2 separate regions of the Mus musculus genome follow, and region 1 is linked to region 2. The links are chromatin contacts, called in public HiChIP or PLAC-seq maps. All regions are on one chromosome and are shown on one strand. The core of a region is the stretch at or near the end of the contact, and the rest is flanking DNA. Distances in the headings are between cores, read along the strand shown.

Evidence for each region. HiChIP or PLAC-seq counts read pairs in DNA pulled down with a chosen protein or histone mark.
Region 1: a contact with region 2 is called in an HNF4G HiChIP or PLAC-seq map of pancreatic cancer cells. The contact joins the promoter of Smim24 here to the promoter of Zfp873 in region 2. A contact is called at or near these places in 1 of 39 promoter capture datasets (pre-B cells) and 2 of 115 datasets of contacts at active chromatin or transcription factors (large pre-B cells and pancreatic cancer cells).

Annotation. Positions count from the first base shown.
Region 1 is chr10:81,388,823-81,394,685 of GRCm38.p6, reverse strand. Smim24 (small integral membrane protein 24) reads right to left here and starts at 1,622. Exons shown (of 4, transcript NM_001099917.1): 1 at 1,527-1,622; 2 at 791-902; 3 at 536-598. The coding sequence starts at 1,593. It overlaps Gm48552 (predicted gene, 48552), which reads right to left and starts at 4,369. Exons shown (of 2, transcript NM_001384181.1): 1 at 4,102-4,369; 2 at 3,131-3,897. The coding sequence starts at 4,303. The coding sequence ends at 3,692. It overlaps Gm48551 (predicted gene, 48551), which reads right to left. Exons shown (of 6, transcript NR_168929.1): 5 at 4,102-4,327; 6 at 3,131-3,897.
Region 2 is chr10:82,046,690-82,052,808 of GRCm38.p6, reverse strand. Zfp873 (zinc finger protein 873) reads right to left here and starts at 4,686. Exons shown (of 4, transcript NM_001319203.1): 1 at 4,580-4,686. The coding sequence starts at 4,582. It overlaps Gm46195 (a long non-coding RNA gene), which reads left to right and starts at 4,761. Exons shown (of 2, transcript XR_001779681.1): 1 at 4,761-4,920; 2 at 5,223-6,119.

The DNA.
Region 1 (5,863 bases), core at 373-2,872, 660 kb after region 2:
ATCTCAGGATGACCCCACAGAAAAGAAAATGTTCACTCCATGGAAAGAAAAGGATGAATTGGTGGATGGGAGGATAGGTGGGTAGATGGGTGGATGTGTGGATGGATAGGTGGGTGGGTCGATGGATGGATGTGTGGATAGGTGGATGGATAGGTGGACGGGTGGGTAGATGGGTGGGTGGATGGATGGGTGGGTGGATAGGTTAATGAGTGGGTCACTTACGATAGAGTGACGGTCATGGTGTACAGGAAACCATGCGTCGTCACAGGGTAGGTAGCTGTGTTCTCTGCAGTTCTGGGTACAGGTAGCCCCAGCCTCTCCTTCTAGCCCTCCCTTCCTTCCTCAGGACCCTCTCAGGTTCACAGGGCTCAGCTGTATTTCCAGCTGCCCATGCCAACTCTCCCCCACTTCTATTCCTCTCCCAGACCCAGAATCTGCACTAGAGAGTCCCACCCAGAGTCCACCTGCTGGACACTGTCCCCTCCCCCCAGCTGGGCCTCTCAGGACTGTCTGGGGGGAATCACCCACAGGGTACCTTGGCTGTGAGTTCTCGTTCATAATGTGCTCCATTCTGAATGTAGCCTCCTCATCCTCTGCTCTGCACAAATAGAAACATTGATACAAGAGCTGTTCTCTGCCTCAGTATCCCCAACTGAGGTCATGAACGCCAAGAATCAGAAGGGATCAACAGGGCAGCAAAGCAAGATGACCTCCAGGCTGACCCTGGGAGGGAGCACAGAAGGGCGGGGAGGTCAAGGAGGCCCTGCGTGGGACAGGGGCAGGTCCTCACCTGCCTTTGGCGCACCAGACACGATTGGCCAGCATGAGGATGAAGACTATAAACAGGAAGCCCACTACTGCAGCCAGGCCTACTAGCCAAGGCTTCAGGCGGCGCTCTGAGGCTGCAAAGGACAAGACAAGTCAGACACAAAAAACGAAGGGTCTGCAGGGGGAAGGGGAGCCTGCAGGGGAAGTGGGTTCTGCGAGAGGGAAAAAGAAGGGTCTGTTGGGAGCAGAGGGGTCTGCGGGAGAGAGGGGAAGACGTTAACGGAAAGAGGCGGGTCTTGGAGGGCGGGGCTTAGAAAAGGCGTAAAGAGGTGGGAATCAGGAAGAACGTCCAAGACTAGGAGCTGCCAGGGGCTTAGGGGGCAGAGGTTGTAAAGGAGGTCCGCGCCTCCCGGAGAAGCTGGGCTTCTAAGGGGTGAGGCTTTTAGATAAAGTAGTTGAGGAGGCGGGGGAAGTGGGGGCGGCGAGGGGGGGGGATAGCTCAGAGAGGCCTTGAAGGAGCTGAGAGGACCAGCTGGAAAAGGGCAGTGGCCTTAGCTTACAGCGTTGAGAGGGGAGAAGGATGTTAGATCAGAGACAGGGCAGAAGGAGTCATTGGAGAGCACTCGTCCCCACCAGTGCCCTCTTCACTTCCTCTTCCTGCCTTGCCTTAGTTTCTCCTAATGGGAAATGAGATGCTGAAGAGCCCCTGCCCCAGTTCCTAACACCCACCCAGCGCGGGCTCCACACCCTAGTCCTACCCTGCTGGGCCTCAGCGGGTGTCAGGAACAGTGTAGCCAGCAGCAGCAGCCTGCCCAAGGTGTCCATGGCCAGCACACTGGATATGGGCCGACGTTCAGCTGCAGGTGTGAGCTGCACAGGGCTCGGGTGGGGTTAAGACAGTGATTGGGCGGGGCGGGGTGGGGAACCTGCCGTCTGTGGCCCAGCCTCCCATGCCTGCTTGGCATCAGACCCCTGCATCTTTGGAGGGCAGAGTCTGCGGCTAGTTTAATATTAACCTAGACTGTCCCTTCCCCCGCACCTTGCACCCCTCCCTGGAGACCAGCAGCCCCAGGGACAGGTCCTTAGAGTCCTCTGTAAGAAGTCAGGCTGCACAGATGGGACGTCCACGCTGTCACGTGCACACAACCAAGTGTGGCAGTCAGGCTTGGTGGCTGGGACAAGCCTGGCAACTTTGTGTCTAGTAGGTCAGCCCAGTGGGGTTGGCAGCTCTGTGAGCACCAGGCTGCAAAGGAGGCAGGGAGCACCACGTTCCTAGAAGGGGGACCCTCAAAGCAATGGCAGAGACACCTGCCTGCAGAGCATCCAGACATCTCAACATACAAAGACAGGGCACAGGCTTCTGCCCTCAACCTTGGGCCTCAAGCTGATTAGATATCAAGCCTCACCTGGGCAAAGGAGGACCCCACCCAGAAGTGTCACGGGTGCAGCCACAGCCTGCGCACGTGCAGGAGACAGCAAGGAAACGGGGCACTGATGTCCTCATGTGCCCGTCATTCCCACACAACAGAGGCCTGAGACAGGAGGATGGTTAGGTCTAGGCCTTATCTGACCTCCAGAGCAAGACACTGTCTCAGAAATAAAACTGTGTGCTGGGCTGTAGCTCAGAGGCAGAGCAGTCTCCCAGCTTGCATGAGGCCCTGGGTTCCATCCCCAGCACCCCAGAAACGAGGTGGGATGATACATGCCTGTCATCTCAGCATTCAGAGGTGGAGGCAGGAGAATGAAGAATTCCAGGTCATCCTCATCTACATACCAAGCTTGAGGCAGGTCTCACACAGTTTGGAAAAAGGGTTTGGCTTTTTTTTCCTGATTTTGGTTTTTTGAGACACGGTAACCCTGGCTGTCCTGGAACCTAACTTTGTAGACTCTCGAACTCAGAGAGATTCTCCTGCCTCTGCCTCCTGAGTGTTGGGATTAAAGATGTCACCAGGAACCCAACCAGGCATGCCTATCTATATTAAGCTCCTACTGTATACTCATGGAGTCCTGAGCTGAGAGATCTGAGCCCAGGTGGGATGTCAGGAGCCCAGACTGACATGCCCACCAGCTGAGGTGGGGGAAGCCCTGTGGAGAGGACCTACCACACATGGTTCCTTATGCTCCCTAGTCCAGGCTGGCCTGGAATGTGCCATCCTCCTGCCTCAGCCTCTTGAATGCTGAGGATGACAGCTTGGTTACTCCGTGCTGTGTGTGACAATAAGCTGAGGGACCTTCACCCAGACATTTCTCAGTGGCCTGCCTCAGTTTCCAGTCTGTGCTACTGGGCTCATCGACAGCACCCAGGAGGGTTTTGTGAGAACGTGTGGGACAGGGCTGAGACAAAAAGGTCATGGCACTTGGATAGTCAGATAGGCTTTTAATTTATATGTGAATTTGGCCTCACTCTTTTCTCCTCTCAGCAAACACTGTGTAAGGAATTATCCATAGGAAAAAATGTTGCAGGTGATGGCTCTGAGTTCCAGGACAGCCAGGGCTGTTACGCAGAGAAACCCTGTCTTGAAAAACCAAAAGAGAAAGAAAGAGGGAAAGAAAGGAAGGAAGGAAGAAAGGAAGCTGTCAGGGCCTCGGGCTGGCACAGCCTTGGAGGAGACCCTGGGCTCTCCTCAGTATCACAGAAGCCCAGATCTGTCATCCCAGCGTTCAGGAGATGGTGACTGGAGGATCAGGAGTTCAAGGTTGTCCTCTGCTATGTATCAAGTTCAAGGCTTGCCTAGGCTACATGGAGAACCTGTCTCCAAGTCAATAAAGTGTAAGTGGAGTCTGCAATCAGAGCACTCCAGCCCAGGAGGGGAGTTTTGAGTTTCAGCCTGGCCAAACCCTATGTTGTCACATACACAGGTGGTCCAACTGAGGCAGAGGGAACTGCCAGGCCCACCAGTGTCACACATGCCACTCCTCCAGGTCAGTCCAGCCTCCAAAAGTTGGTTTGCACCGGCGGGTCCTTGAAGGCAATGGAGGTGCGGCGAGGAGCACGGGCAGGGTCATCCTCCCCACGCCAGGCCAGGGCCAGCTGAAGATCTAGTTCTTCCAGGTCCTCTGCAGCCAAGCTGGCCCGCAGCTCCCGGGAACCTTCCTCCTCCTGGTCAGGCTTAGGGCCAAAGGCCCAGTCTGCAGGGACAAGTGGCTGGTGAGGTCGTGACTGGCCGCGGAAACCCTGACCAAGCCCACTGCTCCCCCTGACCTTGGCCACGCCCATGCCATAGTTTGATCTGGCCACGACCACCCTTGGGCCGACCCTGGCCTAGACCGGAGCTCCATCCCATGCCACCTGTGACCCCAGCCCAGGATGGATTAGGCAGGAAAGTGGCTCACCAGCCAGGTCATGAGCTAGATCTTTGATGAGGTGGCCAACAATGGCATAGGCCACGGCCACCACCAGGATAGCGGCCATCAGCAGATACAGGGCATAGCGAGGCAGGCGGATGGCATCCAGCGCGGGTGGCCGGTATTCCTCATACATCGGAGGGGCTGGGCTCCAGTCCTCGGCCTCTTTTTCATCCACTGACCCTGCCATGGCTGAGACACCTTCAGCAGGAGCCTGAGGGAGGTGACCCACACACGGGAGTATTAGGGAATGAGCTAAAAGGATTAGAACGGCTCCTCCAGGCCATCTGTCCGGATCAGTGTTCCCCTCACCAGAAGTGACGTGCACATCCACATTGACCCCAGGACCTTCAAAGGCAGAGTTCTCTGAGCAGGGTAGGCAGAGGGCTCCCCTGTGCAAAGCTCTTGGGCAGTCGGGAGCCTGGTACTCTCGGTGAGCATGTGGGGGGTGGGGGGGGTGGGGCTCATGCCACTGTGGCCGACTGAGCAATGAGGGGTCAGAATGGGGACTGTGCAGGGTGGACAGGGCAGGGTGGAACCCACGGGTAGCTACAGGCAGAAAAATACTCTGCTCACGGGCGTCCTCTGGCGGCCACTGTGGGGGAGGACAGTGTGTAGACGGTGGGAGTAAGTGGGTACAATGGCTTCTTGCTGGGAGGTTCTAGAAGGGGGAAACCTAGCACTCTGTGAGAGACAGGGTTCAAATTCCAGTTCTGAGAGTTCCATGCTGTGACTATCCCAGCTCTGGTAGGGTAGATTTCCTTATAGCAAGGGGCTGGTCATCACAGGACCACTAAGTCCATGTACAAAGCCACTGGCTTCAAGTGTGCAGTCATCCGGTAAAAGCCCAGCATTCAGGGGCAGCAGAGCACTGCAGCTGGGATGGGCACCAGATAGTGGTCTTTGCAGTCTGTAACATGTTTCATGCTCAAAGAGTATCAGGCAGAGGAGGAACAAAGACAGAGGACTGGAGTTGGAAAGAGAACTAGGCAGCCGGCCAGGCTAAGAAAGAGCAAAGCCAGGGGTCAAGGAGGGGTCACGTGAGGGTGGTGCTTGGAGAAGGAAGATGGCCAGGTCAGATGGCATCAGGGAAGGGAAGGAAGGCCTCTGTAACTTGGTTTTCAGGAGGGCTCCCATGGGCAGTTCCTGGGACACAGTGGCCAGGCATGGTGGCCTAAGTTTAAGCTATGATGGGGAGAAATGGGAGGTAAGGAATTTGAATCTAGAGTGAAAACTCAAGTGAAGAGACTTGGCAACCTCTCTGTGCTGAATACAAAGTGACCAGCCAGGAAGAGTGGCACCCAGGAGACTGAGGCAAGATTGCCATGAATTTGGCTGCCTTCAACTAACATTGCACCCTCTGATTTAAAACAAAACCAAAAACCAACCCTGGACATGATTCCCACCTCCTATCACAGGCATCGAGGGAGACCAAGACTCACCCTCTGCTATACTTCAGGTTGGAGTTCAAGGCCAGACTGGGCTACATGAAACCCAGCCTGGAGAGGAACAAAGACCAAGAGTTAGTTCATTGGTCAGAGCACTGGATGCTCTTGCACAGGACCTGGGCTCACATGTCTAAAGAACACACATAGGACTGGGGGCTAACTCAGGCTAAGGTTCTCATCATGCAACTGTGAGGACCTGAATTCATATCCCCGAGATCTATGGAAAAGCCAGGCATGGTGGCCACAACTGTAACTCCAGCATTGAGGGGACTGAAACAGGAGGATGACCCCTAGTAATGCTA
Region 2 (6,119 bases), core at 3,437-5,936:
CCTGGCCTCAGCAGCTTTCCTTAGTCAGGTAGGGAGAGTGTGTAACTCCTATCTTGGCTCTAAAGCCAAAGCAGCCAAGTTCTGCTGTTTCTTGGTACTGGAACATGACCTCTTCAGTCAATTACATCTTCACTAGCTTTATGTTTTCCATGATTTCCTTTACTGCCTAACCTTGGCTGTCTTGGAACTTTCACTGTAGATCAGGCTGAACTTGAACTCAAATCTACATGTCCCCTGAGGGCTAGGATTAAATACACATACTGCCACACCTGGACCTAAACCTTTTCTTTACCTGGAATTTGCTCTGTAGGCCAGGCTAGCCTTGAACTCAGAGATCTGCATGCCTCTGTCTCCTGAATAATGGGATTACAGGTGTGTACTACAAAGCTTGGACCTCAGTTCTTCTTAATAGATTCTTTATCAGCATGGCCACTATATCTCAAGATCTGGATTAAAGGCTTGTGTGGATCTGGATCAAAATAGTGCCATCCCACCTCAAAATCCATATCAAAAGCCTCTATCTTTCAGACTCCAGATCTGGGTCAAAGCATGCAATCTTTCTCCCTCAATATCTGGAGCACTGGTTGTGATGGTTTGACTATGCTTGGCCAGGGAATGGCACTATTCGGAGGTGTGGCCTTGTTGGTGTAGGTGTGTCACCATGGGCATAGGCTTTAAGACCCTCATCTCAGCTACCTGGAAACCAGTCTTCTCTTAGCATCCTTCAGATGGAGATGTAGAACGCTCAGCTACTCCTGCACCATGCCTGCCTGTTTGCTGCCATGTTCCTGCCTTGATGATAATGAACTGAACATCCTGAACCTGTAAGCCTGCCCCAACTGTTGTCCTTATAAGAGTTGCCTTGGTCATGGTGTCGATCCACAGCAGTAAAACCCTAACTGAGACACTGGTATACCCTCCATTTCTAGATGGTCACGTTGTATGTTGTCACATTGACAAAAGAAAACAGATATCATAACTCATCCCTTGTTAAATGTGACACACAATCATATTTATGTCTAAATGAAAACAATAACCATGTCAAAATAATGCCTAACTTGATATAACTATGCCTCGTACAGCAACAAAGGCATAAACAACAAGCTTACCTAGGTTCTATCTTGCCTGAGTCCATCATTCCCTTATTTCCACTTAATATCTTCAATCTATTTATCTGCTTGAACACAGGATTTAGCTCCATTCCACTTCCTGGTGCCCCTTTAATGCTTGAACATACATTTTGTATTGAAAGAAAATAAAACTTGAGACCTGTGATTCATGTAATTTATGTCAAATAGCCCAAAGAGTTGTTAGTGAGCTTTGAAACCTGGGGCTGAGAACATAGCAGAACAGGCCAGGACATGCCCAGGCAGGCCCATCCTTAAGACATTCCTGAGGCTGCTTGGCCATAAAGATAAAGAGAATGACTGGCCTGGAGCCTCCCTATCTCCCGCCCTTCTGACCTAAGTTAAATGTTATCTGCATTTACAGTCTGCTGATGTTTAAATGAACCAATCATGTGAAACTGCGCCAATTCCTCCCCCAGTCCCAGCCCCTTTTCTATAAAAACCCCTGGCTTCCAAGCCTCGTGGTCGAATCCACTGTCTCCTGCATGAGATACATTTTGACCCGGAGTTCCACCATTAAACTACCTCGTGTTTTTACATCAAGACGATCTGTTCGTGATTCTTGGGTGCACGCCGAATCGGGAGTTGAGTGGGGGTTTCCCCACTAGGTTCTTTCAGTATCTGTCCTTGCTCATATTATTCCTTTGTAAAATGTTCTCTTACTAAGAGTGAACCACAGAACAGAGTCTACACTAGGCTGTTTTGAGATTTCCTTTGCCAAAGTAATTATTCTAAATCTCTTCACCTTAGCCTCAAGCAGCCTCTTCAGACATAGGCAAAAAGCTGTCACACTCTTCACCAAAATATCACAAGGACAATGTCTAAAAAACATATTAAAATTCTTCCCCTATGAAATCACTTGAGCCAGGCACCCAGAATTCAAATTATGCTCAGCACCACTGTCTTCCATGCTTCTAGCCCATTAAATCCCACTTAAAGCATTCCACTGCTTTCCTAATCCAAAGTCCCAAAATCTACATCTCTCAAACAAAAGCATGGTCAGGCCTATCACAGCAATACCGCAGGCCCTGGTAGCAACTTCTTAGTTAGGGTTTTAATGCTCTGAGGAGACTCCATGAATAAGGCAACTCTTATAAAGGACAACATTTTATTGGGGCTGATAATGGTTTCAGAGGCTTTGTCCATTATCCTCATGGTGGAAAGCATAGCAGTGTGTATGCAGACTTGCTGCTGGAGGTACAGCTGAGGGTACTATAGGTGATCCTCAGGAAGCAAGGAGGACAGGCAAGGAAAAGGAACACTGGGCCTAGGGGCAGGGCTGTCCATAGAAAATACAAGGGACAAGACAGAGGAAGTAATAGCTGGATCTATTGGATTAGTGAGCTGACCTTCCTGGAAAGATAGGAACATAATGATTTGACTCCCCTGGCATCATTTGCCTAAGGAAATTAGAGTACAAGTTTTAAGAGATAGGATTTGGGCTTGTGAAGGAGCCCTAGGGGAAGTTGCAAGAGGAATGAATATTGCATATGAAGAAAAGTTTGGAAAGTACTGTAGAAATAGATATATAAATGAATATATCTTAATAAAGAGATCTTGCAAGTTTTAGACAAGTTAAAAATATTAACATTATCCTGACCTGTTTAGGCACCATTCTGTTTTCATGCTAATGCTATAACCATATGTTCATGCCTAGATGACCTGTGATGTGGAGTTTTTTCTGAGAGATAAAGGTTAATGTAAAACTTGCTTTAGCAGACACTAAACTGTGTCTTTGGGTGTGCATTATGCTTTCTGGTGGCATAGTTACATGAGGTTTTTCAGAAAAACTAATGTGCTTGAGAAAAGTAATGAAAAGGCTTTGGATTATGTATTACTGCATAACAAGGAAGTGTGTAACCAATAAAAGCCTGAGATGAACTCAGAGAGAAAAAGAAAAGACAAACCAGAAAGCTGTCTCTGAGCTCAGCTTCTGAACAACTATGAGTCACCTGTCAGCTTGAGCCTGCATCATTGCCTGAGACTCTTGACTTCACACTGGTCCAATCCTCCCATTCTCAAGAACCCCAAAACAACTGAGGCTGGTCCTCAGCAATTGTTCCTAGCCACAAAAGTACAAATGATCTTGACTGGTGGCCATGGTGGCACCAAACACAGTGGGGTAAGCACTATTATATCAATCATTAATCAGGAGAATACCCTACACATTTGCCCACAGGCCAGTCTGACTCTAGCTTGTGTCAAACAGACCGAGTCTCAAACAGTACCTCTGAGACATCTCCCAACTCCCAAACACAAGACTTTTAACAAACCTCAATCACCTTAACCCTCAGTTTTCAGCCTGTGAAATGGGCACACTCACATGCAAATTTTTCAAAGTCTGTCAAGTTTAAGACAGAAGAGATGGCTCAGCAACTAAGACTTCTGCTCTAGTGGAAGAGCTGGGTTTGGTTCCCAGCACTAACATGGTGGTAAAAAATTATTCCTAGATCCTGGTGGCGACATCTAATGGCCTCTTTGGTCTTCTATGGACACCAAACACCCAACTGATAAACACAAATACAAGAAAGCCAAACACTTGTGTACAAGAAACAAATGTAGTAAATTAAAAGTACAGATCCCCATATCTCTTATATGTCACCATGGATAAAATGGCCAGAAATACACAGAAGTGGGACAAATATCGGTTGCCAAAACTATAAATATATAATAAAAAAAAAAAAATCAACGAATTCAATCAAAGGAGAGAAATTGCAAGATTGTAGACAAGAAGTCTCAGTATTATTGCAGGACACAATCTGAGCTATGGATTCAACAAACGTCCACTAAAGAGTCTAACGATTTCTGCAATGAACGACAGAAAGCCGATGACAAAAGGTCAGCATGAAAGAAAACATGAACACACAAGGCTGAATAAACAGCACAGTGACACCGTCTGGCTTCTAAGTTACCCTACACCTGCGATAAAGACTGTGCTGTTTGAGAAAGAAAGAGACCAACAAAACACGAGAGAGCACTCAGAAACAGCAACACAGTTAATGTAGGTAACCCAGTAAGTCTGGTCTTACACATGGGATTGGACCACGGTGGCATCTGCATGCGAATGTGTTAATAGCACAGACTTTACACCTGCGCAGAATTCACTGGAGATGGAGCCCACACCTGAATGGCAAATGCCAAGTGAAGAACTTCTAGAAGACTCTAGAGAAACTAGAGCTCTGCAAGTCAGAAAATCTGGCTACCGTGAAACCCGCGCATGCGCGTGCACTGAATGGTGCTTTGCACTTTGCGGACAGCAGGTCCGGCGTCCCAAGTTGTACGCAGGCGCAGAGAGGGGAACTAAGTCGATCAGAGGTCCCGCCTCCGCCTGGGAGATGAGGGGACCTCAGGGGGAACAAAGGGAATCACACCGGGCCCCGCGTCTCGCCGCCGGTTCCCGCACCCCGGGCTCCCGCAGATCCTCCCCGCGTGGGGACGGCGGCCCCGCTCACCATGGTGCGGATTCCGGGCTCACCCACTCTCCTCACAGCTCCTAGCAGCAGTTGAAAAAGCAGCACACAGAACCACAAGAGCTTCCCTAAGACTCACAGTCAAACCTGCAGCATGGTGGCGGAAGTGCCCGCCTCCGTTCTGACTGGCAGTCCGAATCCAGGCTCTGATTGGTTAATAAGGCCTCTGTGACAGGCGCTAACACTCTAGAGTCAAGAGTGCCTTACAGGGACAATGCACAGTGGTTTGCAGGGACAGAACTTTCCCAGAGCTGTGGAGATTGGCATTGCAGCTGAACTTGTGCCTGGATTGCAAAGTCATTCCGGCACTTCTCCTTCACACAGTAGGTATTTCCCCTTCTTCCTCCTGGGCACAGAATGTTAGGTCCTACAACCAGGGATAAAAAACTAAGGTGGGTACTTTATCAGCGCAGAGGCTGTCTGTCAACTTCTCCCTGCATCCCTCAGTCCATACTGCTTACAGAGTTGGCTGGCATGCCCCGACCCTACCCTGAACTTCTACAGCCCTGCTTCCCACAGCGGCCCTTCCCTTTATAATCCAACCATTTAGATTACCTAGGGGTGGGGATGTATTTTTATTTTTCATCTACCCTTTACATTCCCGATCTCTTGGTCTGCCTGAGAGGCTATTGATGGAGCCTAGTTGGAGCACAAGACCAGAGCATACTGGAGAGCCCAAAACCAAGGGATGATCACCAAGAACAGCGCAGAGTGCTACAGAGGGCAGAGCTGGAGATATGACTCAAGCCCTTTGGAGGAGCCCAGAAGATAATGTGTGTGGATCCCCAACATTGGAACAAGAAGGTGTGAAGTTGAAGTTGCCTCGGAGACTATATTAGAGATGCCAGAGCCATAGAATACCTGCCAAGGAAAACTGCTAATAGGAAGTGGAGCCAGCCAAGAGAAAGAATTGTGTTTCAGTCACCAAAGCTGAAAGGAGTTAGAGATTAGACATGAAAATGCAGAGTTTGGCGTTTCCCCAGCTGATTTCTGGTCTGGCTTTGGTCCAGTATTTCCTCACTATAATTTTGGACTGGTCATGTGCATCCTGTGATGTTGAAAATACACAATTTCCATTATGATTGAGATTTTTTTTCAGGTGATTACAGTTAAGAGATTGCATAAGTCTCAGAAGAGACTCTGAACTTTGGACTTTTAAACATTGTTGAGACTATGATATACTATGGGGACTTTTGCATTGTGGCTATGATGGCCCCTATAGACTTGTGTGTTTAAACAAGGATGTAAGGCCAGGAAATGGAATGTGGTGGTTTGAATGTGCTTGGCCCATGGGGATTGGCACGACTCAGGTGTGTCAATGTTGGGGTAGGTATGGCCTTGGAAGATGTGTGGCACTTAGCGAGGTGGGTGTTGAGGCTCCTATGGTCAAGCTTCATCCAGTGTGGGAGACTGCCTCCTCGTGGCTACCTAGGGAAGACAGCCTGTCCTGTACTGGGTACAATCAGATCAAGATGTAGAACTCTTGGCTCCTTCAACACCTTGACTGCCTGCTCACTGCTAT